7 separate regions of the Mus musculus genome follow, and all the other regions are linked to region 3. Evidence: chromatin contacts called from public ChIA-PET, Hi-C, HiChIP or PLAC-seq and promoter capture Hi-C data. All regions are on one chromosome and are shown on one strand. Each heading gives the region's core, a stretch centred on a gene start, on an enhancer-like site or on the middle of the called end of the contact. The rest is flanking DNA. Distances are from core to core; before and after follow the strand shown.

The links. Promoter capture Hi-C pulls out the DNA fragments that hold promoters and counts their contacts. Hi-C and Micro-C count contacts between places; a contact is called where the count stands out from the background. ChIA-PET counts read pairs in DNA pulled down with a chosen protein or histone mark. HiChIP or PLAC-seq counts read pairs in DNA pulled down with a chosen protein or histone mark.
Region 1: a contact with region 3 is called in an RNA polymerase II ChIA-PET map of memory CD8 T cells, with 10 read pairs. The contact joins the promoter of Bcas2 here to the promoter of Phtf1os in region 3. A contact is called at or near these places in 2 of 39 promoter capture datasets (erythroid cells and liver) and 1 of 115 datasets of contacts at active chromatin or transcription factors (memory CD8 T cells).
Region 2: an RNA polymerase II ChIA-PET map of memory CD8 T cells shows a contact between it and region 3, with 16 read pairs. The contact joins the promoter of Rhoc here to the promoter of Phtf1os in region 3. A contact is called at or near these places in 6 of 39 promoter capture datasets (cranial neural crest, hippocampal neurons, liver and 2 more), 4 of 115 datasets of contacts at active chromatin or transcription factors (astrocytes, forebrain, memory CD8 T cells and 1 more) and 2 of 9 other capture datasets (adipose tissue and liver).
Region 4: a Hi-C map of B cells shows a contact between it and region 3, with 15 read pairs. The contact joins the promoter of Slc16a1 here to the promoter of Phtf1os in region 3. A contact is called at or near these places in 8 of 39 promoter capture datasets (cranial neural crest, embryonic stem cells, hematopoietic stem and progenitor cells and 4 more), 1 of 484 Hi-C or Micro-C datasets (B cells), 7 of 115 datasets of contacts at active chromatin or transcription factors (the 230-238 cell line, the NIH/3T3 cell line, astrocytes and 4 more) and 2 of 9 other capture datasets (adipose tissue and liver).
Region 5: a FOXA1 HiChIP or PLAC-seq map of pancreatic cancer cells shows a contact between it and region 3. The contact joins the promoter of Wnt2b here to the promoter of Phtf1os in region 3. A contact is called at or near these places in 1 of 39 promoter capture datasets (cranial neural crest) and 1 of 115 datasets of contacts at active chromatin or transcription factors (pancreatic cancer cells).
Region 6: a contact with region 3 is called in a promoter capture Hi-C map of liver, with 4 times the contacts expected there. The contact joins the promoter of Trim33 here to the promoter of Phtf1os in region 3. A contact is called at or near these places in 2 of 39 promoter capture datasets (liver and pre-B cells) and 1 of 115 datasets of contacts at active chromatin or transcription factors (memory CD8 T cells).
Region 7: a contact with region 3 is called in an RNA polymerase II ChIA-PET map of memory CD8 T cells, with 120 read pairs. The contact joins the enhancer-like site here to the promoter of Phtf1os in region 3. A contact is called at or near these places in 2 of 39 promoter capture datasets (3T3-L1-derived adipocytes and liver), 5 of 115 datasets of contacts at active chromatin or transcription factors (the SCID.adh cell line, T-cell acute lymphoblastic leukemia, double positive thymocytes and 2 more) and 1 of 9 other capture datasets (adipose tissue).

Annotation. Positions count from the first base shown.
Region 1 is chr3:103,169,277-103,173,327 of GRCm38.p6, forward strand. Bcas2 (breast carcinoma amplified sequence 2) reads left to right here and starts at 2,379. Exons shown (of 7, transcript NM_026602.4): 1 at 2,379-2,589; 2 at 2,672-2,764; 3 at 3,999-4,051. The coding sequence starts at 2,497. It overlaps Dennd2c (DENN/MADD domain containing 2C), which reads left to right. Exons shown (of 19, transcript NM_001384113.1): 19 at 1-462.
Region 2 is chr3:104,787,458-104,791,072 of GRCm38.p6, forward strand. Rhoc (ras homolog family member C) reads left to right here and starts at 1,577. Exons shown (of 5, transcript NM_007484.2): 1 at 1,577-1,626.
Region 3 is chr3:103,966,764-103,970,579 of GRCm38.p6, forward strand. It overlaps Phtf1os (putative homeodomain transcription factor 1, opposite strand), which reads right to left and starts at 1,553. Exons shown (of 1, transcript NR_030676.1): 1 at 1-1,553. It overlaps Phtf1 (putative homeodomain transcription factor 1), which reads left to right and starts at 1,495. Exons shown (of 19, transcript NM_013629.2): 1 at 1,495-2,024; 2 at 2,292-2,367; 3 at 2,991-3,047. The coding sequence starts at 2,323.
Region 4 is chr3:104,635,967-104,639,951 of GRCm38.p6, forward strand. It overlaps Slc16a1 (solute carrier family 16 (monocarboxylic acid transporters), member 1), which reads left to right and starts at 2,698. Exons shown (of 5, transcript NM_009196.4): 1 at 2,698-2,862.
Region 5 is chr3:104,959,160-104,963,154 of GRCm38.p6, forward strand. It overlaps Wnt2b (wingless-type MMTV integration site family, member 2B), which reads right to left and starts at 2,550. Exons shown (of 5, transcript NM_009520.3): 1 at 2,138-2,550. The coding sequence starts at 2,313.
Region 6 is chr3:103,277,575-103,281,265 of GRCm38.p6, forward strand. Trim33 (tripartite motif-containing 33) reads left to right here and starts at 1,719. Exons shown (of 20, transcript NM_053170.3): 1 at 1,719-2,872. The coding sequence starts at 2,305.
Region 7 is chr3:103,384,752-103,388,824 of GRCm38.p6, forward strand. No RefSeq gene overlaps it. Among named protein-coding and RNA genes, the nearest start is that of Gm25869, 41 kb to the right of the region's middle. Within about 2 kb of position 1,345, at least 61 of the 459 cell types and tissues checked have an H3K27ac peak or open chromatin away from gene starts, as enhancers often do. A contact at or near this core is called in the SCID.adh cell line, T-cell acute lymphoblastic leukemia, double positive thymocytes and 1 more, where this site is marked.

The DNA.
Region 1 (4,051 bases), core at 1,129-3,628, 800 kb before region 3:
GGATACAACTCACTGACTTGTATAGTATTGTCATTGTCACTCATACTAGGGTGTCTGAATGAATCCATTTAAGACTGGTGCTGTGCAATATAGTTCCCACACATGGGTCCAGGGAAGAGAACTGAGTCTGTCCTTTCAAATGTTAGTGCAGCTCACCCAGGGGAGCTCCTCCCAGACAGCTCTCTCCTTTCCTTCTTCCTACACTCCAATCCCGATGGAACAATTCATGACTGGTTGTTTATAAGATGGGGAAGGAGGGTTTACTGTGGTCAATCATGACTGTCCCTCTGCAGGGAGACTGCTTTTGGGAGAGTCTTAACCTTCTTAAGATCTAAAGCTGCTTCCTTTCCTTGAGTTTGTTGTAATTTGTTTTTGTAAATGTTGTGAATTCTAAATACGTTTGTAAAAAGAATTGTTCAATATTTCTATCAAATGTTTACAGATAAAGGCATTTTAAAAAAATTCCCACAGATCTCTTGGAGAATTTAAAACAAATGCACATAAGATGTGTAGTGGTTACTTTTCTATTGCAGTGATAGAACATTGACCAAGCAACTTAAAGAAGAACATTTGCCTTGGCTTACATTCCAGGGCTGAGAGTTAATTCAGGTGGAGAAGCATGAAGGCAGTAGCGGGAGAGTTCACATTTTCAAAGGGCAACTTGAAAGCAGAGAGCAAAAGTAACTAAACCTCTGCAACAGCGCCACCAGCTGGGGACTGAGTGTTCAAATCCCTAAGCCTATGTATGAGAGGCAGTTATCAAATCACAACACACACACTTTACATAAACCCATAAACAGCACATTTACACAATGTAAATTCGTAAATACTCAAATCCAGCTTAGACTAACCAGGATTATAACCGAGATCAACTTTTCCAAAGCTCTTGGTTGAACGTACACTGGATAGCTTATATAGTCTCACAATCTTTTTTTCATTACCTCTTAGTCTGGAAGATATTTTACAAAGAATGTATGCTAACTACAGCCTGAGGGGTTGAGAGGCAACGTGGAGTAATATTTTATTACCACAAATCCTAAAGGCAAAAATGATTGGGTTTTGTATAGGCCCTAAAGACAAAAAATAGCAAGATTTTCTCATTATTTTATCTGATCACAGCCTTCCCTCCCACCTATCCTCCTACTCCCTCTCTTCTCTCCTTTCCCCATCTTCTCCCTTTCTCCTCAGAGAAGGGGAGGCCTCCCGTGGATATCAGCCTTGGCATAGCAAGTTGCAGTAAGACTAGGCCTATCTTCTGTTGAGGCTAGACAAGGCTGCCCAGTTAGGGGAAGGGGGTCCAAAGGCAGAGTCAGAGACAGCCCCTGCTCCAGCTGTTAGGGGTCCCACAGAAGCTGCATATCTGTTACATGTGTGTAAGGATCCAGGACTGTCCATTGCAGCCTCTTTGGTTGGTGGATCAGTCTCTGTGAACCCCTGCGGGACCAGGTTAGTTGATTCTGTATGGCTTTTTTTGTGGTGTCCTTGACCCTTCTGGTTCCTTCATTCCTTCCTCCCCTTCTTCCACAAGATTCCCAGAGCTCTGCCTAATGTTTGGCTGTGGATCTTTCCATCTGTTTCCAGCAGCTGTTGGGCGAAGCCTCTCCTGTCTGGAAGTGTAGCAAAACATTAATAGTGTCAGGGGTGGGCTTGCTCTCATGGGATGAGTCTCAAGTTGGGCCTTGATCATCCCCTCAGTTTCTAGTCCATCTTTATCCCCACACATCTTGTAAGCAGGACAAATTTTGGTTTTGTGGGTAGATTGGTGTCCCCATCAATCCATTGGAAGTCTTGCCTGGTTCCAGGAGGTGGCCATTTCAGGTCCTATATCCCCTGTTGCTTCAAGTCTTATGGTCACCCTAGCATATTCCTGTGAGTTTCCCTTTTTCTGGGCTTCTAGCTCTCCCCTGAGTTGCCTCCACTCCAAGGCAGAGCTTCTAAAATGAGGCATTTTATAGTTATAATTACAGTCATGGAAGGGATGAGGTGTTTGCAGTGCTGCGGACTGACCTGGTTTTGCCATTGAGCCGCACCCCTCAGGTTGTTGGATCTAAAAATTTAATTGGAAAATAGGCGCACATTTCTAGTTTCTATAAAAGAACATTCTTAAGGGACCGGCTGCGAAATGAGGATAAAGCAAGGGAGCGCTAGAAGCCCAGCACTATGTGAGTCTAAACAATGGAAGGTTAAAGGATGTGGAAAATATATTTCTCCCCTCCAGCCAAGTCCAGCAACCACCTCTTCCGAAGTCTGCCCTACCCACTCCTTCAAAAAAAAAAAAAAAAAAAACGGCACCCATACAAAGAAAGGCACCCCGGCACGCCAGCACGTGATGCTTAGGCTTAGAGCCTAGTGGCTATAATTACCAACTGCGCGTGCGCCCGAATCGAAGCCCCAAAGGCAGCGGCGTGTGTGACGTCATTCCAGGCGCAGGCGCAGTGGAATTAGAACCGAGGCTGCGCAGACTCAGAAGGCGCTCTTGAAGCCTAGTGCCGCGCGATGGCGGGCACGGGCTTGGTAGCCGGAGAGGTGGTGGTAGATGCGCTACCATATTTTGACCAAGGCTATGAGGCACCCGGCGTGCGGGAAGCGGTGAGTGCGGGTCATGTGCGGCGGGTCCGCCGAAGGCACGCCGCCCTTTCCCGCCGCGACCCTGGCCTGTTCTCGTTCTTAGGCGGCGGCCCTGGTGGAGGAGGAGACGCGCAGATACCGACCTACCAAGAACTACCTGAGCTACCTGACGGCCCCGGATTATTCTGCCTTTGAAGTAAGTGTGCCTTTGAAGTAAGCCAGGAGGCTTGCGGACTTTGATACGGGAGTGAGGGCTTTAGCTGTGTAAAGTGAACTCCACCTTCCAAGTTAGCTGGTGCCTGCAGCTCGTACTGAGTGCCATGTAGGTGTGAGTCGGTTTGAAACCGCCAGATGCGCATGTCACGGGCTTCGTACTACAAGAACCTGCGAAATGCTCCATTAGTTTCTGCAGATTTGTTTAATAGTGTGCACCTCCGTGTGTGTGTGTGTGTGTGTGTAGAAGAGTCATGGTACATTTCACAAAAGGGCCCTTTATTCTCTAAGGTCCACTCAAGAACAGGTATCACTCACGAGATTTTAATATTTATAATCTTAAGTACCTGTACTCTTTGCCACCCCTGGAGGGAGATTCTTTTGTACCAAGTCTCAGATAGTTAACAGGTGTATGAATGCCTGAACAAGCATGTCTAACTGCATGCTGTTTTTAAGTGGTTATTCTACAAGTGCAACCAAAAAACACCACTTAGATGTTGTTAGAAGCACTTTCAGGCTGAAAGGAGACTGCTCCATGCGCAGGGATGTGTGATACTTCGGATCTAGATGCCAGGTTTTTAAACTGGGTTGTGACTCCTCAGTGGGGGTTTCATAACTGATGTGGGAGCTGCAAGAAATTTGGCAAGAGTAAAAAGTACTAACCCAGAAATTAATTGAAAACTCAAGTCCCAGATCTAAGCTCTGGTCCATGTTACATCATGTGACTTCACCATTTACACTGTACCCAAACAGTTTACACTGTGTCAGTTCGTCATGCAGCAGCGGAGACTTCCTGAAATGATTCAAGACTGTTGTGTGTTGTGAATTACAACGTGACGTGGGGCTGGGATTAAAGCTGTTTTCAGAGTTCCACAGCTGGCTGACTACAGGGCATTGAAAACTGCTGGTTTAGGGTTAATCCTTGAGAGGTGGACTCTTCTATGTCCACCTCCTTTCATGCCTGGGCAGAATATGGAATTAAAGAATATGCCTATTTCTTCAGATTCTAGATAGAATTAACCTCAACTGGGGGATGTGTCAGTGGCCCTGGGTTCAAATATTAGCATCCTTTTTTTTTTTTTTTTTTTTTTGAGTAGTGATTGAGAAGGGAAAAGATTCGCTATAATGTGTAGTACAAAGTATAAAATCTCAGTAAACTGCATTCATTATTTTCAGCATGATTCTGTTACTAATTCTTTGTGGTGTTTGTGCATCAGACAGACATAATGAGAAATGAATTTGAAAGACTCGCTGCTCGACAACCGATTGA
Region 2 (3,615 bases), core at 327-2,826, 820 kb after region 3:
AGGGTTTCTTTGTGTAGCCTTGGCTGTCCTAGAATTAGCTAAGTAGTTTTGGGACACTAGGGTGGCCTCAAACTCATAGAGATCCTCCTGCTTTGGTCTCTCAAGAGCTGGGATTAAAGGCATGCACCACCACTGCTGGGCTAGACTATACGTTATCTGAAGGCAGAGTTTCATGGTTAGTACATAGTTTTCAGTTCACATTCAACCAATGTTTACTGAATGAATTCAGAGGCCTGGTGGACAAAACACCCTTCACCTCAGTTATATGATTTATCAAATGTATGGTCCATGCTTCCAATCCTGAGTGAGTGTCTACGTATGTTGTCTGCCTGGATTTGAGACAGCTTCACTCCACAGCCTATGTTGGCCTGGAATTTGTGGTAACTCTGCCCCCTCGGGAGTGCTGAGATGACAGGCATGAACCACCCGGCCAGCTGCACCTGCAGTAGACTCCATATGACATACATTTATTCTGGGAAATACTTGTTGAAACCTATGACGAGCAGAGTTTGGTTGAATGGTACAGAGGGCAGGTAGGAGGGGGAGCATGGCAGGCAGCAGGCAGCCAGCACCTGCCTGGGTGCCTCACAGGCCTGCTTGTAAATTTGACTGATTTAGTTTTTGTAGCCCAGGATGGCCTGGAATTAACTCATAGAGATCCATCTGCCTTTGCTTCTTGTGTGTCATCGTGGCTCACCTCACTGGAAATTCCTGCTGTCACAAATAGTGAGAAACCACTTCTCTGGGCTTCATTTTCTTTACAGGCAAAAGGGAACGGGTATGGGTGAACTTATTCCAGAGTTAGAGACCTGTGTGTTTAAAGTATCCAGCACTAGTAAATAAAGCATTGGTAGATTTCCTTATACACCCATTTCTTTGGCTCTTTATAAGGAAGGAGATACAGGATCAGGTAAGTAACACCTCAGATTGGGATCAACAGCACAACAATACAATAGGAGTGTGAGGTCAGTTTCCAGCTGAGGACACGGCAGCACTTCCAGGAGTGTGCTCTTAACAGGACGTCGGGAAATTCCCAGCGAAGGAAGGAAGGGACTTTTAAGGCGATGGTGGCTGGGGACTGCAGATCACAAAAGGTCTCCAGGGCTCTGGATAGCGTCACGTTGCACTTACTGCAGTGATTCCTGGATAAGAGAGTGGGCAGCTTCTGTATAACCCATCCCCTCGGTCACGGGTAGGGTGTAGGAAATACTGGAGCTTCGAGGTCTGGATGGCCACGCGAGGGCAGCAGTGGCCCTCGCTGACCCCACCCTGGAAGCCGCTCAACTTTCCCGAAGCTGGTCCGCCCCCCACGGGTTGGAAGTGGGGCAGAGGCCGAGTTATCCGGGGTCCCACCCGCCCGCTCACCACCCAGCAATCCAGACATCTCCGGGCACAGTTCCTCCAGCTCCAGCCAGCCCTACGCCCCTTGCCGGGTCCTCAGCCGGGGTGACCTGCGGCCGCCCGGGGCCGGGAGCGGAGGCGGGCCAAGCTAAGGGCCGCCCCCGTCGACCCCCCCCCCCTTCCCTTGATGGACCCGCCCCAGAGCGGTGCTGGAGAGTGGGGCGGGGCCCGGGTCAGTCTCAGCCTCCGGCACTGGCCGCGCAGCTGGAGGCGGTGGAGCCCAAGGTACCGGGGCCCCAGCTGGTGGGTGGCGAGGCGTCGTGGGAACTGACCTCGGAGGAGAGCACTTTCCCGATTCCCGGATCGCTCCGGGAGCGGCTTGGGGGGCGGGGGGTGTTCCGGGCCAGGCAAGAGAGAGCGCCCCAAGCTGTGGGCCAGGCGCTCTAGCCTTCCAAGCTCTCGAACCAGAGCCCAGAGTCCTTCCCTTTCTGAGTCTTTCCTTTCTGGACCTCCCTAGCTGGGCCAGGGACACACTTAGATCTCCGTGAGCGACTCAACCCAGACGCTCCAGTTCCGGGCAGGGAGTAAGAAACAGGGCCTCAGGCTGGCTAGGGGTGGGAGTTCTGGCCTGGGATGGGGAATGGCGGGAATAGGGATGGGATGTGACCACTGGAGGCTGCTACTGCTTGGCGGGTCTGGACGCCGCCCTAGACGGGTTTTGGAGCTGATCTGAGCTGAGAGGTTGAGAAGACTAGGAAAGATCCCGCTCCTGTGTTGTGTATATGTGTCTGAGAGTGAAGGGGGGTGGGGAAGAACAAAACACCCCAATCCCCAACTCTTCCTCGTACCCTCTTGGGAAGTTAGGGAGTGTTAGGGAATTGGGCTGAAAGCTGGAGTCCAGCTCTTCCTTGACTTCTGGCTTTAAAGTTAAGGAAAAGGTGTTGCCCGAAGAGTGATTCCTCGCCTAGATCTCGGGGGGAGCAGAGTACAAAGGCCTGTTGGATCACCTGGGAAATCAAGAGAATAAGGAAGGCTAGTGGCTTGTCCTAGGGAAGGTCCCAGAAGTTCCAGACCCCTCTCCCGGCCCTGGGTGAAGTTTTCGTTGTCTCTCTTAGGGTTAGTGGGGCAGTTCCGCTGGAGCCGCCTTTCACAGGGAGTGTTAGCCAGGCCATCCATGCCATGTTGGCCTTCGGCCTAATGTCCCGGCTTGGCCTGAGTCCCCAATTATTCTGGCCTAAGCAGAGCCTAGATGCAAAGTCTTCGGAGCTGGAGGCTCTAACACAGCCACGAAGTTCCGGCCTCTGCCTCCCACCATCAGATGCTCAGCCGCCTTGCTGCTGTGGGACAGCCGGGGCTCACGCATGGGGATGTGACTAGTGTTTAAGTGTCCTAGGGATCACGCTCCATCCACACTGCCCACCCTGGCTTGGGGCTGTCCCCGCCAGCCTGTGTACAGCTAGACTGGTTGAATTAATGGGAGTAGGTGGGGAAGTTGGAGGAAATCCTGTGGGTTACCTGGATATACCTCTCAGACCTCATTTTTGAAGGAGATATGCAGCATAGCGAATGCCTTCTTCCCAGTCTTTCGGGGGTACCAGGGAAAGCCCCTTGAGATGGGGGGTGGTAAGTGTGGCTGTGCATACGCAACTCCTATAAATTCTCTGTGACTCATGTCCTCTTTCCTCACATCCCAGTTTTGTGTGTGTGTGTGTGTGTGTGTGTGTGTGTAGGTGTAGGGGAGGGAGGAACCACCCAGGCGCCTGATGCTGAAAAGAATCAGCCTGGGGCTGGAGTACTCTGCTTCCTAAAAGGCAGGCACAGGCCAGGGTTTGAGGTGGTTTGTAGGGAGCTAAGAGTTGAGCAGAGCCAGACAGGATGTGGGACTGAAAGGCAAAGCCAAGTTTGGGGCTGAGCTCAGGTTACTGTGCCCTTCTTAACTGCTCCCTGCCTGGTCAAAAGCTTAGACTGATCCTCACTAGTCCTTTCTTTGGAGGCTCCTCCCAGCCCAGGCTCTGGTTCCCTCCCCCACAGCCTTCGCTTCATCTCTACTCTGTCTGGCATGATCCTTGCCAGGCTGTGTAGGTCTGGAGACCTCACTGACCCGGTCAGCTCCCTGTGGTCTGAACTGCTCGTTCACGTGTGCTGGGGTGTAGGACACATATAAACTCTGAGAAGCTGACTCCTTCCTTATCTTGAGTCACAGGGAGGTGTCTGCTGGGCCTAAGGGTCAGCTGGTCACAAGGAGGAAGGGGCTGTTCCAGAGAGTGGGTGGAG
Region 3 (3,816 bases), core at 303-2,802:
GGACTTTTCTTTGCCAAAGAAAAAGTCAGAGATACCCAGACTGAGGTACAACTAGTTTTGAAGAAAAATGAAGCTTTTATTTGTGATAGTTGTCCTTATTGCTGCTTAAAATTGGTTACCTGCATTTAGAGCAGCCGTAGGCTTGTGACGATGCATGGCATAATAATGAAGATGCTTACTTTTCAGATGTGGATGGAGTATGGGAGACAAGAGAATCCCTTTCCTCATTAAGTTTTGTGTGAACTCTGTAGTTGAAGTGCCTGTCCTGACAGCATTTAGGTCTTAGAAGGGTCTCAGTATTTCATCAGTTCTCATAGATAGGAGGGGGTTAATTATCTCCACAACACTGGTGAGAAAACAGACTTGTTAAGTCAATTTCCTAAAATGACAGTTCATTACTGGGAGCTGGGGCCTGAATGTTTTTTGGGGGGTTCAAAGCTTGGCCTTACACAGCAGCATCCTAATAAAACACTGAAAATTTTTACCAGGGTTCCTGAAAAATAATTTGCAGCTGTACCACCAATTCTATTCCTCAAAGTACAGCCACAGCCCAGAAAACCTCTCGTGTGTTTGGCAATGAAGCCAAATGCTTTTGTTATTAGTGTTAAATTTAGGTCTTAACAGTAATTTTTTGAGGTCATTTACCAAAATGAGTTGGTTGTTGCCTTGAGCTCCACTGTCCAGCAGCACTGAAGGGGCTGTTAAGGCTCAACAGCTTTTTATTTAACCCTGAACAGTTAAGGGGTATACAGTGGGGATCACTGCCAATGGGTGAGGCAATTTTTAAAAATAATTCCTATGGGTGTTAACATTTTAGTCGTTTCACAGTATGGATAACTTTCATTTGATGCTGTTTTAATGGCTGGAGACTGCCTAAGTGGTAACTATTACCCATTTTTAGCCTTACATCAACTAAATGCTTAGTGCCTAGGGCAAGAAAGGACTTAGCTTTTAATAAGTTCAAGACAGTGGCCCCTGGAAACAAACCACTAAGGTGCACACAAATGTGTAGAGACAAGAACAGCTTAGAAACCCTGTGGGTATACATATTTATATTTACATTAGAGTGCAGTTGCCCTTTCTCTGGACCTCTCTTTAAATCACTATAAACAGCCATTTTCTCCGATTTGGGGGAAGTCCCAGTGCAGTCCGAGCCCTGTGCATCCCCTTAGTGTTGTGTGGGCAGCAGAAAGCCTTTGTCCCAGAGCTGCCGAGAGCCGAAGGAGGAACCACTGGGCCACAGGCAGCCTGTCCGCGTTCCAGGCCGCGCAAATTCACCAACATTTGTCCATCCAACAAGAACGGAGAACTCGAGCGAAGGCTCGTGCCCTGCACTAGTCTCGTCCCCCCAAAGGAGACAAGGACATGAAGTAAACACCACGCTAAATGCTACAGACCCGCACAGGAACCTCTGGAACATCGGGACCAGCCTCCCGGGGACCGACGGGTACTGGGAGGGTCGTTTCTGAGGTGACTTTCCGTTAAGCGTCGAGGGTTACACGCGAGGCGGCTGTCGGCTTCTTCCTCCGGGCAGCCAGAGCGGCGGGAAGGCGGCCGGGGGCGGAGCCGGAAGGCGGAAGCGGCCGATCGCATCGAGAGCTTGTGGAGCTGCGGCCCGTCCCTCACGGAGGACGCGCGCCGTTGCTCCGGCCCGGGGCCGTCTGCTGGCTTCCAGCCGGGCACCCAGCCCTTGCGGGTGCCGAGGTGGCTGGCGAAGGCACCCTTCCCGCTTCCTTCTGCTCATTCCCCAGTTGGCTCCTGGCTTCTCCCATGGCCTGTTCTGTGGCCGCCTAGGTCGGGCGTCTGTGGCTGCAGGCTGCGCTCCTCCCGGCGCAGGACGCTGGGCTGCCTCCGGGGCAGGGCTGGCCGCCGCGGTCTCCATGGTAACGGCCAGGCGGACGGCCGGGCCTCTGGGGGAAGATGCGGCCTGCCGGGCCCGCCGCCTCGCCCCCGGCCTCTCGGTCCGGCGGGGGTCACTGAGCAGCGGGGGCCCGGCCGGCAGCCTGCCTGGCAGCGGGCACCAGGTGAGCCGGCCGCGGGGAGGCAGAGGGCGCGGGAGGCCAGCTCGGGTACTTGCTGTCCCCGCATCCATTCTTGTGCTGGGTGGTGCAGAGGCTTCTCGGATGCTGTTTCGCCTATTTCCCCCTCCCCCCACCTCTTTCTGGCGAACACCCTGAGTAAGAGCAGCTAGCTAATGGAGAGACTGAGAGAAGCAGATTTTAAGCCATACCCCCAAACGGGACAATGACCTGAAACAACTGGACTTACCGAGATATTTCCTTCGTTTTCAGTGAGATCCCATTTCTCTGGCTGGAGACACAGATGGCCTCAAATGAGAGAGATGCTATATCATGGTATCAGAAGAAGGTAACAACAGTAGTTTTTGTTTGTAAACCATACTCCCTGCAAAAAACTCCCTTAAAGAATATTGTTAACTTTCCTTAAGTTTGGTAATATCACATGTTCTTATATAACATCTCAACATAATTATAAAAAATGATGTGCAAAGTCATTATAAACACAGTTTTAGGTTCTAGGAAGTGAGCTGTAAGTCACCTTTCTCAAGGCAGCATACACGAACTACTACAATGCTTTGCTTTTGCAAATTATCAGTCTTTTAATTTTTTTTTTTTTTTATAAAGACAAGAATGAAATCCTTATCTGCATGGCTCAGATTGTTACTATCGTCTGATTGAGCTGCTCCTTACCTTTTCTTCCTCTCTGATTCCCATTGATGCTTTCTTCAGGGAGTGGAATTTTAGGTGATCTTTAGTGTAAAATATTTGGAGGGTTGCTTTTTTCACTTTTTAGATTCAGCCTTTTTTTTTTTTTCTTTCTTTTTTTTTAAAACATCCCTGGGGAATATGAACTTAATATGTAAGAAACCCACTTTCCAGATACCATATTTAATAGATTCATGGCCTTGTGAGGTTTGACTTAGATACAAAGATTGCCTTTGCATCATTTAAATAGCCTGCTCCTTGTTTCAGATTGGAGCATATGATCAGCAGATATGGGAAAAGTCAATCGAACAGACTCAGATTAAGGTAAATTGATTTCTTTGATTCTAGCTTTGTTACTGCTTTAAAGAGAAGAGAGGATCACACTTGCATTTATCCACCAAGTATGCATTCTTTTACCCTCCGAGTCTTACAAGGAAGCCGGCAGCGCATGGGTAATGATAGAGGACAGTCGATATGTGGCCTCAGCAGCAAATGTCCCAGGGAAATTGAAGAGTGGCTTCTTATTTCTGGTCAGCTTTTTACCATATGACAGTTCAGATCCAGTTTGCTAGTCTTTTATTGGAGAGAGGCTGAAAATAAACACATTTAACAAAAGAAATATCCACATTTATAAGGGGGTAGTAATCTTCTTCCTCTCTTCTTCTTTTTCTTCTTTTTCTTCTCTGTCTTCTTTGTCCTCTTTCTCCTCCTCCTCATAATCATTATCAACACTATACTATGCAAGCCAAATAAAATTTATATTTGGCCTACATCTAGTCTTTGCCCCCCATAAATACATACATACACACACACACACACATATATGTATGTATATGTGTATATATACACACACAGACACATATGTATATAGTATATATGTTTAACTCCTGGTTTAGAGGCACGTCTTGGTCTTTTAGGTTACCTAAGGGTAAGTTCCCTTAGGATTGAGCACCACTTTCAGTTTCTTCATGTTCACCAAATAACTGAAAACTGCTGTGTAATTTGGAATGCCAGTTGGTTGATTTGTAATAGTAGAGGTGAAGATTAAGTTTTAGTATCTAAGTCATCATATGGGAAAGAGAAACACTGGTGT
Region 4 (3,985 bases), core at 1,448-3,947, 670 kb after region 3:
GAGTAGCAGAGCACTTACCAAAGCGCTGGGGTGGGGGATGGGGTCTAAAGTAAATCTTTTTAAATTTTTATTTTAATTTTTTAAAAATTTTAAAAGGTTTATTTTTATTTATTTTATGTATATATGAGTACACTATAGCTGTCTTCAGACACACCAGAAGAGGGCATCGGATCCCATTACAGATGGTTGTGAGCCACCATGTGGTTTCTGGGAATTGAACTCAGTACCTCTGGAAGAGCAGTCAGTGCTCTTAACCACTGAGCCATCTCACCAGCCCTGAAGTAAATCTTAATTGTATAACTGTATTACCATAGCAATCCTATAAGGTAGGCCAGGAACTAGATCTTACCTTTCTTGCACAGAGTGGAGAATGAGGCTTAACTTGCCTAAGGGCACAATATAAGTTGTCAAGTATCAAAGATGGAACTCTGGAGACCTGGCTCCCAGATTTCTATTGTGAATGTATCAGTTTCCCACTCCATCCTGTACTGCCTACCCTGAAATCAGGCTCATTCCTGCCATCTTAGTGTGGGGAGGGAGAGAGTGTCACAAGTTTATGAGCATTTCACATACACAGACAGGTAAGGTTTTGAGGTCAACAAACAAAACCATCCAGAAACTTCCCACCTCTCTAGTTCACCTTTTCAAACCATCTCCCTGAACAGTTACCACAATAACACTTCGAGTACCCCCACTTCCGTTTTTTGTGGTGCTGAAGGTCTAAACAGGGGCCAGACTCCTGCAAGCTAAATGTTGTACCACTGAATGTCTTATCCTAACAACCCTAAACCACTACTGTTTTAAGTTCCAACCACCCTAAAGACCTGAAGAGCTTTTCCCTTCTATGTATTTATCAGATGTAAAAGACAAAATATTGCTCATAAGCAGCACTTGGTGGATTTCAAACTGGATCCTACTAAGAGTTCCTAGTATGAACTCTTCATACTGAAAGGAGGCAGAGGGGAGCTGAAGGCACACAGGGCCTCTTTGGTTTTTTGTTTTGTTTTTCGAGACAGGGTTTCTCTGTATAGCCCTGGCTGTCCTGGAACTCACTTTGCAGACCAGGCTGGCCTCGAACTCAGAAATCTGCCTGCCTCTGCCTCCTGAGTGCTGGGGCACACAGGGCCTCTTTTCAATCTCTGGTTCTTCATCCACAAAACTAAGTAGAGGGCCTATTTCGGAGGATTAGGAAAACCAGTGTAGGTAGGGAGAGGTCGAAGAGCAAATGGCGGGGAGGGCAGGATCTTGGTATGCAGTAAGAGCCTTGGAAGCCAGAAGGCCTGACTTTAAAAAATATTCTCACTGGGTGTGATGGAGCACATGCCTTTAATAGCAGCACTGAAGCAAAACCAGGCGGATCTCTTGAGTTTGAGGCCAGTCTAATCAACGTTACAAGTTTCAGGCCAGCCAAGAGAATACATAATAAGGCCATGTCTCAAAACACAAAATTAAACAAATAATCTTAGCGGTAGGGAGACAGAGGCGGGTTGATTTTTTTTTTTTTTTCATGTTTGCTCTCTTAGTTCGAAGCCAGCCTGATCTACATGATGAGTTCCAGGCCAGGTGGAGCTATACACACACACGAGGCTATCTCAAAAAAAAAAAAAAAAAAAAAAAAAAAAAACAAGAAATCAAAAACAACCAACCAAATACCCATCTCGTAATAATAAAAATATCAAGGGTCCTGGCCATCAAGAGTACTCACTAGTTTACCACTTCAAGACACTTTGGAATCTGGGCTTGGTGAAGAACCGAAAATGGCTCTTGTGACACCAGGCTCTGTGGCTTTGACTTTAAATGTTGGCGACTTCCTAGCCTGGTGACTTCTGCCAGTTAACCTCGTGAAGCCCGGGGTTCCTTAGTTACAAGATCTTCTTGGCACCTAATACGGTTGTGAAGATCATACAAGATAATTCTGGTACAGTGCTTACTTAGCATGCAACTGTCCTAATCCCACTAGCCATAATCCCGACCCGTCCCCCAAATCCAGTGTTCATAAACTTCTGGCCTAAGAGCATGCTCATATCAGCGTTTCCAACGTACACACTCTCTGCCCCGGGGCCAGTTTCTCCTGACCGGCTTGTCCTTAAACTAAGCGTTCATCAAATGCCACAGGTCAGGCTCTGTGACGAGATACTTGCGTAAAATCGCACATTAAACTTCCTAACGCCTCCATAGTGGCTGATGTAGCGCAAGGAAACAGGCCCGGAGGGTTCCAGCAACTTCCCAGGGTCCCCGAGCCCGGGTTCCAGGCCCACATCGGAGTCTACCAGTGTCCGTCCATTCAAAATGCTGTTCAGTCCCCGGACTCCGACGGTCCATCGCCTTCGCCCTCTGCACCTCAGGGTCCGCCCTCAGGGCAGTTTTTTTTTCCCCTTTTCTCCTCCAGAGCCTGAGGGGTGAGGCCCACGATGGCGTCCCCGGCACGCGCCAAAAGAAGCTACCCCCTCAGAGCGCTGATAAGGATGTGCGGGGTCTCCGGGCCGCGGCGCCGGGTCACGTGGCGGGAAGGGGGGCGCCGGCGCGCGCGCCCGAGCGAGCGAGCGGGCACGCGCAGCCCGCAGCGTGTGGAGGCGCGAGATGCCGAGCTGGGAGTATGTATGGCAGGGAGGGGGCGGCGGCCGGGAAGGCCGACTCCACCCCCTGTGCGCATGCTCCGGCCCCCGCGGGTTATAAGGCAGCCGCGCCTGCCCCGCCAGACAAAGTGGCGAGCTGCGACGTGACTGGTCGGTCGTGTAGGTGCAGCAGCCAAGGAGCCCGGCGGCGGGCAGGGGACACGAGCGGGACCCCCCCGGCTCCGAGGAACTGCGGCCCGCGCCGCCGCGTCACGCATACTCCGGGCGCCGCGAGACACACATAACGGTTAGTCCGGGCTGAGCGGGCAGCGCGCGGCACGGAATCCGCGGTGCCCTTGGTGCCCCGGTGGGGTCGCGGAGCCCCGCGGGCACGCGGGGACTTTCCTCCCTGGGGCAAGGGTCGGGGCGAGCGACGCGGCATCCTGGGCGCGCGGAGCCGCGTGGCCCGGAACGTGGCGTGGGTGAAGGGGACCTTGAGGCGCTGGGCACAGCGTCTCTCCCGGCCGAGCTGCGGGCCCGTGGTCAGGTGGCGGCCGCCGGGCTGCGGGAGTCGGGTCATGGTGCCCGGTGACCTTGGGGGAGACGCTTCCAGCGCTGCCTACTCTAGGCGCCTGGAGAGATGCTTAGGTCGGGAAGAGGGACGACCTGAGGCCGCTTCACGTGGTGCACTCCTGCCGCCTTCTGCTGGGGCGGGAGTTACTTAGGACTCGTGGCATACCCGCCCAGCCTCCCCGGTCTGCCAATCGGTGTCCCACCAGGTGACTTGCTAGAGTGGTGTGAGGAATGTGAGGAGCTGCATTGCGGACCGCCGGTACAAGACTACGGGGTTCGAGTGAACTTTGAGGAAGGGGCTCTTTATGGTCCAACCTGTGGCTTCGGCGCGTCTGCCGCGGGCACGGGGTCCCAAGGCATCCCTGTGGAGCAGATTTAAACGTCCTTATATTTGGTCAGAGCACACTTTCTGGGCCAAGTACATCCCTTTGCCGAGTACATTTTAGCTTTTCTTTATGATGGCGTTTTTGGTGCAACCAGCAGTTACGAAAACTAGCGTCTGATCACTCAACCAGGAAACGCACGTGTTACTACTTCAGTCTTTTCCCGTTTTCCAGTGGCTCATTATAAACTGGCGGGCTACTGCTAGTAGTTACACAGTGACAAACTACTTTTGTTTTTTTTTACCCATAACTAATTTTGAAATCTTAAGGCGTCATTCCGCTTAGGCTCGGGGTGTGTTGCTCAGTGGCATGAGTACCTACCTGCCTGGCCTACCATGCCTGAGGCTCCAAAGTTTGATCGTCGGCATTGAAAAAAAATTACTTTGGTTTTAAATGAGTATATGCTGATGTGTGAGATTAGTAATTGTACGAGAGTTTGGGAAAGGGTGGATGGGAATTAAATCAAGCAGGGTG
Region 5 (3,995 bases), core at 1,300-3,799, 990 kb after region 3:
CTCAGTCCCTCTGCTCTTCCATCTAGCAGCATTTGCAACATCTTTAATATGAACCACTTGTGGAGGGAGGGAGGAAGGAAATGGGAAAGGGAGTAGTAGTCAGGAGTGAAAATGGGGCTAGAAGAGTTGCAGGCGAGTCTTTAGGTCTGACCAGAATGTGGGAAAGTCCAGAGTGAAGCATCCAAGGGTCACCAAGACTGACTGACTCTCTCTTTCTCTCTCTTTCTCTCTCTCTCTCTCTCTGATTCATGAGTACACTGTAGCTGTCTTCTCTTTCTCTCTCTCTCTCTCTCTGATTCGTGAGTACACTGTAGCTGTCTTCTCTCTCTCTCTCTCTCTCTCTCTCTCTCTCTCTCTCTCTCTCTCTCTGATTCGTGAGTACACTGTAGCTGTCTTCTCTCTCTCTCTCTCTCTCTCTCTCTCTAATTCATGAGTACACTGTCGCTGTCTTCAGACACCAGAAGAGAGCATCAAATCTCATTACAGATGGCTGTGAGCCACCCTGTGGTTGCTGGGAATTGAACTCAGGACCTCTGGAAGAGCAGTCAGTGCTCTTAATCACTGAGCCATCTCTCCAGCCCAGGGAGACTAAAACTGGTGAAAAGCAGTCAAGTGTTTTGAAAAGCCAGTTGCCGTGTGGGCCAGATTAAGGTGAGCGCTGGGTACTACATGCTTCCATGCTTTTTCACAGGGAACCTGAAGTCCCCAGCCAAACTGGGTCATAAAGATGGGGGTGGGGGGCACTCTAGTCACTGAAAGGCTCTTTTTCTCCATCTTCCTTCTTTCCCTTTCCCTTTCTAAAGGAATGTTTCAAGCCAGATGTAAGATATAGGCCTCTCTGCTTCCTCGTCCGAACCCGCCTTTTTGCCTTCTCCAACACTGCAGAGATAAAAAAGATCCAAAAGGAAGATTTTTCTCTAACAGGAAAACAGGGGTGGGGGTGGGGATGGAGAGAGCAGCATCTTGAAATGATAGGAATCTGCAGCCCAAGCTGCCTTGCCCCTCAGCCAGCTACCCCTCACCCCTCCAGCCCAGATTCCTAGTCCAGGGGAGAAAGCAGCTACAGGGTGCAAGAGAAGAGACCTCGCTCTGTGGGAGGTAGGGGTGGGGGTGAGGAGGGGGTGCTTGTTTCAGGGGAGGAGCAGAGCAAGCGGGGAAGGGAGACACTACATGTTAGAGAGGGCACTGGCCCAGCCCAAGAGGCCAGTTCGACTGGAGAGGTGAGGAGGAAGGATGAGCCATCCGAATCTTTTTGCAGTCCGATTCTACCCTCCTTGCCCTTCCTGGAAAGAGGATGCGTATCCAAAGGGGGATGAAGGAGTCCTGGGGCCGGGTCGGGAATTCTACAAAGAACACAGCAGGCATCCGGTGGATCCTGGACGCCTTTTGCCTCATCTGCCCTTTGGAAGTGTCTGAAGATTAAGGCCTGCAGGAAGAGATCTGAAGAGAGGGTCTCACAACTCTTGAGACTCTAGAAGCCCCTGGGGCTTGGGGAGGAAAGGCGGGAGGTTATGTTATCTGGGACAGGAAAGCAAAAGGGGGCATCGGTGTTCCAAATTACACCCTCAAAGCCAAGGCTGGTGACAAACGCCTGCGTTATGCAACCCCAAGGATTTAATTTGTTTCGGTTGTGGGCATTAGGGGAAGTTTGTGCCTCAATTTCACTTCTAAGCCTTTCCGTGGATGCTACTGGCTCGTTGTGTGGGCTAGACTAGCAGAGGGATGTGGGGGACAGCCAGCTGCCCCCCCTACTCGTGTCTCCAAGGGCTCTTAGGTGGTGTAAGGTTTTTTGAAGACCATGACCATGCCAAACAGACACTGCAGGATGTGGAGAGGCGACTAGTTCCCACCCTGAGAGAGAATCACCAAGTAGCTTCTGCGGTAGAGGTTTCAGTAGAAATACCAAGGGGCACAATGGGGCAGCCTAGGGGACTTCAACCATCAGCTCCCTCCTTCCAGATGCCCAGGGCTCTCCTCTCCAGCGCCTCATTTTCTCCAACTCCTCACTGGCCACTGGAAACTTCTGGGACTGTGTCCTTCCTCTAATTCCTCCTAGGCAATTCTGGTGCCTAAGCAGCCGATGCCCAGAGCAATGCACTCGTTCCAGTAAGCCTACCAACCCCAGAACCATACTTACCACCAGGACGTGTCTACACGGGCCGGCAGAGTCAGGAGTAGCAGCAGCAGCAGGCAGGCAAGACCCAGGCGGGCGGAAGATGGGGACACGTCGGGGGCCGTGGGTCTGGGCACGGGGACGCGGGCACGCCGAGGGGCGAGCTGCGCGGCTTCATCCTCACCCTGCAGCTTCAGCATAGCTCCCCGCAGACTCCCGCCCCGAAGCCCGCAGGGCCGTGGACGGGCACTGTCTGGGCTTCCTCAGGCGTCTCCTAGATCGCCCCACAGAGTGGCCATGGGGACCATGGGCGACCGAGGACCTCAAGGCACGTGGAGCCCGGGAGCCAGACGCAGGGTTCCCAAGAGCGTGCAGGGCCAGGAGACCGACGAGCGCTGAGCCGGGTGTGGGCGGTCGGGTGCGGTGTCAGTGGCTCCGGGGCGCGGAGTGCGGCGGGGGCCAGAGCGCGCCGACAGCCCCTGCGGCCGCAGCTCTCATTGGACGGGGCGGGGCGGGGCCGGGGACACGCGCGGCCTTCAGCGCGGCTCCGCCCGCGCCAGCCCGGGTGCTCCCCGGCGCCCTAGGTGTGGCGGCCGCCTCCTCCCCTCCGTTCTACGGGGCGCCACCGCGCCGCGTCCCCACCTGCTCTGGCCACCCGCGACGGGGCTCTTCCCTGCCTGCAGCCCCCTGTCCCTACCGACGCCACGCCACGCCACCGGGTCCTAGCGCCCTTCACTCAGCAACGCGGACCACTGCGTTTGATGGCAAGGAGCACACGGTGTGTGTGGCGAGGGAGAGACGTGGAGAGGGTTGCGGACACTTCCAGTTCTTTAAGTACAGAAGATGCACTTTCTCTTGGTCCTCCCATCCTTGCGCTTCTAGGAAACTGGTAGACACCCGGCCAGCAAGAGTTGCGGGATAGTGGGACTCCTTTGGCCACACTGCCCTCAGGGGTACCACCGTAGGCAACCGGCCTCGGGCGGCGGACCCTCTCAAGAAGGACTCAACGTTCCCTCCACCCCGCCCACCGCTTCTCCCACCCACTCTCGTCCCGCCCGTCGTTGAGAGTCTTGTCCACCTTGGTGCTTTCCCCAACTCAGGGCAGCGCAGCCACCCAAGAAACACACCTGCGGGCGGGACGCAGCCGCCTGCCGGTGCCCTGACGGCTGGCCAGGGCTCGGCAGAGCTCGGTCTCTCCCAGTATCTCCGTCCCCCACCCCCTCGGGCGGAGCTGCGACTGGGAAAGAATCAGAAACAGCTGGGCTGCTTTCCCGCACCAGAGGCCGGGGTGGGGGTCCTGCGGAGAGGGTGGAAGCCCTGGTGCCTTTTCTCCCCCCTCCCTTTCCACCCTTCTTCCTCTCCACTGGTCCCTCAGTCCCGCAGAGTCGGGGAGGTGGGGTAGGGTAGTTGGGAAGAGGGTTGAAAGGATACCTTGCTCCTTTTGTATGCCCCACCCCCGACCCCCAACGGGCTCTCACTTCCCTATGTGTGAAGTTGAAGCTCCATAGGGGCACAATGATCCTTACTGAAACACAAAAGTTCTTTAAAGCCCAGATGGAGCCTTTCAACTGGAGACTTCCTCTGAGGTCTGGCCTAACTCCTTCAGCCTCAGTTTCTCCTGCCCAGCCTCCCATTCCCAGGTTGTTTTTCATGCCTCTCCTCGTGATTTTATCTAAACTATATAGTTCTGATGTAAACATCACGCTGGCCACTGCCCACCCACCTTAACCCCAAACTCACTGTCAGTCCGTGTTTGGTGGGGGTGTTAGAGATGCCAGAGTGTGAAGGACAGGGTACAGCTGGCTGCAGACATCTCAGAGACAGAGAAGAGAGAACAATTCAGAGGGGCGTTCATCCTCTCTCCCCTCAACTCAGTCCTCTG
Region 6 (3,691 bases), core at 469-2,968, 690 kb before region 3:
GCAGAGGCAGGCAGATTTCTGAGTTTGAGGCCAACCTGGTCTACAGAGTGAGTTCCAGGACAGCCAGGGCTACAGAGAAAACCTGTCTTGAAAAACCAAAGCCAAAAACAAAACCAAAACAACAACAACAGCAACAACAAAAAGTTAGGGATATGTCTGAAAGCACTTTGTAAATTGGAAATTTCTGCTTATGTACTGTTGTATTTATTACTGGAATACCAATGTCCTCCTCCGTGGTCCTGGAAATACAGAAAAGCTGGTAGATAATGATTAGATGCAGAAATCCTGTTCTCTTTGATACTTGTGGTTTTTGAACTTAGTGACAAAGCATATGGAAGTTAATGTGTTCTTTGCATACCTTTGCACACCTCAGTGACATACTTCCTCCTGATACTTTCAAGCCGTTCTGCTCCCAGGTGACCAACCATTTAAATAAATGAAACTATGGAGGCCATTCTTTGTTTTTGTTTTTTCTTTTGGTTATTTTGAGACAGGGTTTCTCTGTGTAGTCCTGGCTGTCCTGGAACTCACTTTGTAGACCAGGCTGGCCTCGAACTCAGAAATCCACCTGCCTCTGCCTCCTGAGTGCTGGGATTAAAGGCGTGGGCCACCAGGCCTGGCCACATGGAGGCCATTTTTATTCAAACGACCACAAGTGTTATCTCCTATTTTTCCTTTCCTTGTTGAAGCCATTCCTCTCACACTAATTCCAGGGTCTCTGTTTGCCTTAGGCCCTTTGTTTTTTGCCACCTGCTCCTGTCTGGAATACTCTTGTGCAAGCCAGGTTTCTTCACCTTATCAGCAGAGCCCTTGCTCAATCAGCACAAATCCTTTACACTCGCCTTATTTTTACTCCAAAGCATTTATCATTTCCCCCGACATACTCTCCATGTTCATCCTCTAAACTGTCAACTTCTTGAAGGCAGAGAGTTTCTTTGTTCTCCTGCAGGAACCCCAACGTTTCTATCTTAACACGAAAGTCAGAAGAGATTTTGAAGGAATTGATGAAAAACGCTTTTCTGTGAATTTAAAAACTCACCCAAATAAATTTCCTGTATAACTACGGTCTAGGACGGGCTTGTGAGACTCACATTAAAACAGCTGTTGCACTTACATCATTTCCCCTCCCCCATTTCTTTTTGGAGGCAAGGTCTCCCTATGAAGCCTGATGCTTAAGCTGGCCAGGAACTCAGCAGTCTCCCTGCAGGTGACTACAGGTGGGCACTATATCAAGTTACACTTGTTCTGGCAGCACTGGCTAAATGAAGGTCTGATGGCAGCCTGAGGCGGAGAGGCCCGATACCAACAAAACAAAACCCTTTCATAAAGCTTCTAAGATTGAGGTGGTGAGGACAGTCAGCTGGCCCACCCGGGGACGCCGAGTGAGATTCTCGGGATATAATATTGGTTAGAAACATGGTCTCCCAAACTGGCACATCAGCCGCAGGGACTTTTCAACATTCATCTGGTTTTCAACTTCCTGATTCTGTTTTGGGGTGTGGCCCTGGCATCTCTGTTTAGAAAAAAGCTCATTTGATTGGCTTTCAGGTATGTAGCAACGTTGGAGAATCACCTTAAGAAGCTAAAAATAGCTATTAGAAGACTTCTGTCTCACCGCAGGAGCCTATATCTGGAGACTTTTGGGGTGTGTGTGTACGTGGTGGGGGGAACTCTGCGCAGCCGCTCTCGGGTGTCACAGCCCTCTAGAGAACGCGGTCCAGCAACACCCAGCGAAGACCCAGGTGGTCCGCACCTCCTCGGTAGGAGGCCTCCGCGACCAAGCGCGCGACAGGTGAAGCTTCCGCGGTGGCGCGCCCGTCGCTGGGGATGGCGTCGCCGTGGAGACGCTCGCTCGGGGGCGAACGCAAGCCGGCCTCCTACTCCTGCATGTTTTCCCTCCCTTCTTCCCGCACCACCGCGGCTTCGGCGCTAGCAGCCACATCATAGAGACCCAGTTCCACCAGCTCCTACCGAGCTACACAACTCCAGCCGGGTGGCAACAGACCACACCGAGGCGCGGAGCTGCATCGCGGTCTGTCCCGCGAGCGCGCGCGGCCGGAGTTCCCGCCTCCCTCCGGAGGACGTCGGTGCGTACGTGCGCGTGCCCACCCCTCCCGCCCCGCGACGCGAGGGCGGGGGCGCCGCGTGCGCGCGCGCTCTCGTGCGTTCGCTCGCTCGCTCGCTCGCTACTTCGCTCGCTCTCGGCGGCCGCTCTTGCTGTGGCTGCGGCTGAGGCTGGGGGCGGCGGCGGCGGCGCGAGCGGCGGGCGGCGCGGGGCGGTCCGGCGGGTTCAAAGAGGAAAACATGGCGGAAAACAAAGGCGGCGGTGAGGCAGAGAGTGGCGGCGGGGGCAGCGGTAGCGCGCCGGTAACCGCCGGGGCCGCCGGGCCCACGGCGCAGGAGGCGGAGCCGCCTCTCGCCGCGGTGCTGGTGGAGGAGGAGGAGGAGGAAGGCGGCAGGGCTGGCGCGGAGGGCGGTGCGGCTGGGCCCGACGACGGGGGGGTGGCCGCGGCCTCCTCAAGCTCGGCCCCGGCCGCCTCGGTCCCCGCGGCCTCAGTGGGCTCCGCGGTCCCCGGAGGCGCGGCATCGACGCCGGCTCCAGCTGCTGCCCCAGCCCCGGCCCCGGCCCCGGCCCCGGCCCCGGCCCCCGCTCCCGCCCCGGCTCCTGGTTCCTCGTCGGGGCCACCTCTCGGACCACCAGCCTCGCTTCTGGACACCTGCGCGGTGTGTCAGCAGAGCTTGCAGAGCCGGCGCGAGGCGGAGCCCAAGCTGCTCCCCTGCCTGCACTCCTTCTGCCTGCGCTGTCTGCCGGAGCCGGAGCGCCAGCTCAGCGTGCCCATCCCTGGGGGCAGCAACGGTGACGTCCAGCAAGGTGAGCAGCAGGCCGCACCCGGGAGAATCTGGTGTGGCGGCTTGGGGTGCCGAGGGTGCTCGGACGGTGCAGTGCAGAGAGGTCTCCGAGACGAAAGCTACGGCCCCGGGGACGGTTACCAGAGAAGCTGCACCGCCGGAGATATGGGGAGAGAGAAGGGAGGGGTGCCGGCTGCGAGGGGCTGGGGGAGGGGATGCTGAGAGGGAGGTTTGAGGCGCTTCTGCAGAGGGTGGACTAAAGAGACAGAAAAGGGGTGTACCGAACCCTCCGTGAGAAGTGAGTTGGGGTGGGAAGGCCTGGTCCGACAGTGTTGATAGCTAGGGGTTGGAATGGATTGCTTATTGGCCTGTTCGGTTAAGAGAAAGAGCTACCGATTAAATGGTAATAAAAGACATTGGAGTCCTTGGGTTAGAAGAAGGCACTAGGGTGACATTGCGATGAGGAGCTTGGTAAGTGATATTAGTTGTGAGGGGCCTGCGTGGTTAAGGGGAAATCCTGGGATTTGAGGATGAAGAGAGGAACTTGGAAGGGAAGAGTGTCAGGGAGAGTTGGGCTTATGTTATTTCATTTGTTATGCATTAATAGCTCAAGTATTCAGGGCACTGTGCTAGAACTGAATAAAATGCTCAGTGAGGACTCCTTCAGTCCAGTAGTGGAACCCTGTGTCACCTGAAGCAGTAGAGGTGTGGGTATCATGGTTGTGGCATTAGAAGGAAGGCCTGGCTGGAAAGCTTGAGTGACCACTTCGCGGGGGCGGACAGTATTCCCAGCACAGGACACTTTCTACAACTCTAACTAAAGGATGGTATGTAAGATGAC
Region 7 (4,073 bases), core at 95-2,594, 580 kb before region 3:
CTCCTGCCATCAACCTCGAATCTCTACACAAACCTCCACACATGCACCCACACATGCAAATTTACACACATACAGGCAAAACATGCATATATACATATGCGCTCCACACACATATGAAAATAGAAAACAATAGAAGAATGAGAAGAAATGAAGTTGACTCAAAGACATTTCCCACGTCTGTGATCTCCACTCCCTGTCACTCTTTCTCCTTACAGCGCTCAGGGCATGTGTGAAAGGCACTGACCTACTTTGTGCCTTATTCACAAACAGAATAACTCCAGTTTCAGATAGTGAGCTTTGAACTGCGTTTCTTGGTATTCAAGTCTCTTCACTTCCTGTGTCTTCCATTGGCTGTTCCTCCCCCTGCCCCCACCAAGGCACACCCCCAGCTCCCACTACTCCCCTTTATAGATTCCCCCACCCCAGTCTCCTCCTTCCCAGGGGTTCTCTCTGCAGCTTACTTCATATCCACACAGGCACAACTTCAAACCGCATCTGTGCTGACTGCCCCAGTGGCGCTTCTTATCTAAGCAGCGGCAGCAGCAGGCTGGGTGACCAAGGCAGCAAAAAGAATTTAATGGAATGATATTAGGTCTGTCCAGAATTGGCAGGCAAGCTGGAGACCAGGCTAGGAGAATGCACAGGAGTGTGGGGGAAGCACAATGGTTAGACACTTCTCCAGGGACATACCACAAGGGCCAGCTGGTCAGGACCTGCTGGTCCCTCAATGAACACACTGCCTCCCATCTTGGGCCACACTAGAGTGGCTGGGTGGAACCTGAGCTGTCCCTATGTCTCTGTGTCACATCCTGAAATGCTATGGGTACAGAGTCGGGGGGAGAACGGGCCTTGGCGGAAGGAGGGGCTCTTCCTCTTGCCCTCCATCCTGTGGCAAATTCTTCATACACAGGAAGAAGGTTCAGGGGCTGACACCTACCACATCTAAGATGTTTACCAGTTGACCTACCCCACAGAGGCTGTCTCAACTCCATTTTAGGCAAAGAGACTGCCTGGTTCATAGTCCCAAGATTTGTCAGGCCAGGCTAGTATTGTCTTAGACTTAGGTCTTTTTGGTTCTGCTTGGTCCCAGCTGCCACCCATTGAGTCTGAACATAGATTTCTAAGCCTGAGGACTCTGGCCCTGGCTTAAAGACCTTTGTGCATCATGATCTGCTCCTCCTCCTACCCACCCACAATTTAATGGTGCTTATCTTGAGGGGTAGGTGGTGGGGAGGGAGTGGTGGGCAGAAGTCAGCACCTTAGCTCATTTTGGCCAGGGTGGGGTGGTGGCGATGGTGGTGGCTGTTGTTTTGCACAGAGACTTTGAAGAGGTTTGAGTCAGTCTATAGACATAGGACAACTCCCTGCTCTCAGACAGTCCTCCTACATAACATAACATAGCTAACATAACATACATAACAGCTAAGCGATTAGATGTACTTATCTAAGGCTGGAGGCTCCCCACTCCCTTCTATGGCATGTGCCTTACACACACACACACACACACACACACACACACACACACACACACACACACCACACCACACACTCTGGTCTAGGCAGAGAAAATACTGTCCTCAGAAGAGCTTCTCTCCCACCATCTTTGCAGTCTGGCTGGCTTTCTTCCAGAACCATCTTTCTTTAGCTTTTAGTTTATTTTATGTATGTGGGCGTTGCCTGCATGTGTGCCTATGTACCGTGTGTATACATGCAGTGACTTCGGAGGCCAGAAGAGGGCATCAGCTGCTAGAACTGGAGTTCTAGATGGTTGAGAGTCACCTAATATTCTAGGTTGACCTCACTTAAGACTCTGTCTCACTCAGCTTCCTGAGGGCTGGCATTGCAGGCACAAGCCTGGCTCAGACAGTCTTTTGATGGGCCTTTAACTTTTCTTGTAATAACAAGCTCAGAGTTCTGCTTCCCGGCCACATTGGTGTCTGACTGTCTTTAGAAACCTGTAAAGCAGTGAGTGACAGAGCAGAGACTGCGCTCTTTCACAAGGACGCATGCGCAGGGAGTGACCGAGAAGAGACTGAGTGCTCCCACAAGGACGCATGCGCAGGAAGTGACAGAACTTTAGTCAGAAGCGAACGCAGAGGACACAGGTGTTTCAACGTTCAGGAAGTTTGAGTCCTTCAGATCTTGTTAAGTGTCCTTACAGTAGACTCTGGAGTCACAGTCTTCCCTGAACCACGTGACCCACTATCACCGCAGCTGGAAGGCGGGGTGGGTATCAATTCAACAGGTGTTGAAGCCTGGCTGTGCTTGAAGAGGTTGGTTTTGCTCATTATTGGAAAATCTCCGGGTGGGAAAAGAGAGGCTTAAACTTCTCGTTTTTTCATCTATCCAGTCTTCGTAGGAGAAGTCACACTCACAACAGCTCCTGTGACTCCTGCTTTTCATTTTGCTCTGTGTGAGTAGCAATATGGCCTTCAACGTTTTGCCTGAATGAGGTTTTTTTATTCCAGGTGACTCTAAGTGATAATTTAATTTTAGCAATTTACCACCCAGGGCCAGCAGCTGCCAGATTCCTTGAATCTTAGCTGGATTTTACTGCCTTGTTCTCTAAAATCCAATCTTCCAGCCAGCCCTCCAATTCCCTGTAGCCCTTGTTGATTCTTTACTATTTGGGTCCTTGAGTACACACATCAGAGACCAGCCGTGGATGACTTAATTAGGGAAGGAGCTGTCTTAGGGAAGCCTTGGACAGTACATGGCGTCTACAGACCTAGCCAGCCAGGCTTCGAAAACGAACAGGAGCTGGGAGTGGTGGCACACTCAGGAGGCAGAGGCAGGCAATCTCTGAGTTTGGGGACATCCTGGATTACAGAGTGAGTTCCAGGACAGCCAGGGCTACAGAGGGAAACCCTGTCTAGAAAAACCAAAAACCAACCCCCCCCCCCGCCTGCCCCGCCAATCCAAACCCAACCCAAACCCAAAACCAACCAACCCCCCCCCCCCATAACAAAACAAAACAAAACAAAACAAACAAACAGCAACCAATGACACTTAGGACATTACAATTTTAGCTGGGTGATAGTTGTACCTGTCTTTAATTTCAGCATTTGGGAGGCAGAGCTAGGCAGATCTGAGTTTGAGGCCTGCCTGGTTCACAGAGCAGAGTTCCAGGACAGCCAGGATTATACAGAGAAACCCTGTTTTGAACCCACTCCCCCAAAAGGAAAATGGTTAAGAGCCAGGATAGTATTCCTGAGTGGTGCTTCTGCCATTTGTTGCTGAGGCCCCCATCATCACTGAAGCCACCTGATATTTTGTTTGTCACTTATTTTTCATTAATGTGCAAGTGTGGAGTAGAATTCAATGATGGGTCACACTTGGGTCAGGTGATCTATAACCCTAGATGTCCATTGGTGTGAATTTTTTGTTGTTGTTGTTTTGTTTTTCGAGACAGGGTTTCTCTGCATAGTCCTGGCTGTCCTGGAACTCACTCTGTAGACCAGGCTGACCTCGAACTCAGAAATCCACCTGCCTCTGCCTCCCAAGTGCTGGGATTAAAGGCGTGGGCCACCACTATCCAGCTGGAATTCTTGAGGCTGAAGTTCTAAGAAATGTTAGATCACCAGTTCCAAGGACTGAAGACAGACAGATAGACAGGCAGACAGATAGACAGACAGACAACATATTTTCCTCCTCTGTCCTCCAGTTCTACCTTTAGTGGATGATGTCATGATTAATCCTGGCTGTCAGCTTCTCTACATCTGGAATCAACTAAACCCAAGCTGCTGAGGGGTTTCTTCCTTTCTTCCTTTCTTTCTTTCTTTCTTTCTTTCTTTCTTTCTTTCTTTCTTTCTTTCTTTCTTTCTTTCTTCCTTCCTTCTTTCCTTCCTTCCTTCCTTCCTTCCTTTCTTCTTTCCTTCCTTTCTTTTTTCTTTTCTTTCTTTAGAAAATAACAAATAAAAAAGTTTAATTTCAGAATCCAAGCTTATCATTTATAAATGCACCAAAGCACAGTGCACACAAGTTCAGATCGAGCGTGCACACAGTATTTCAACAAAATATATTTTTTTTCTAAAAGTTCTGAGGCAAATGAGTGATTTGTTTCACCCATAATA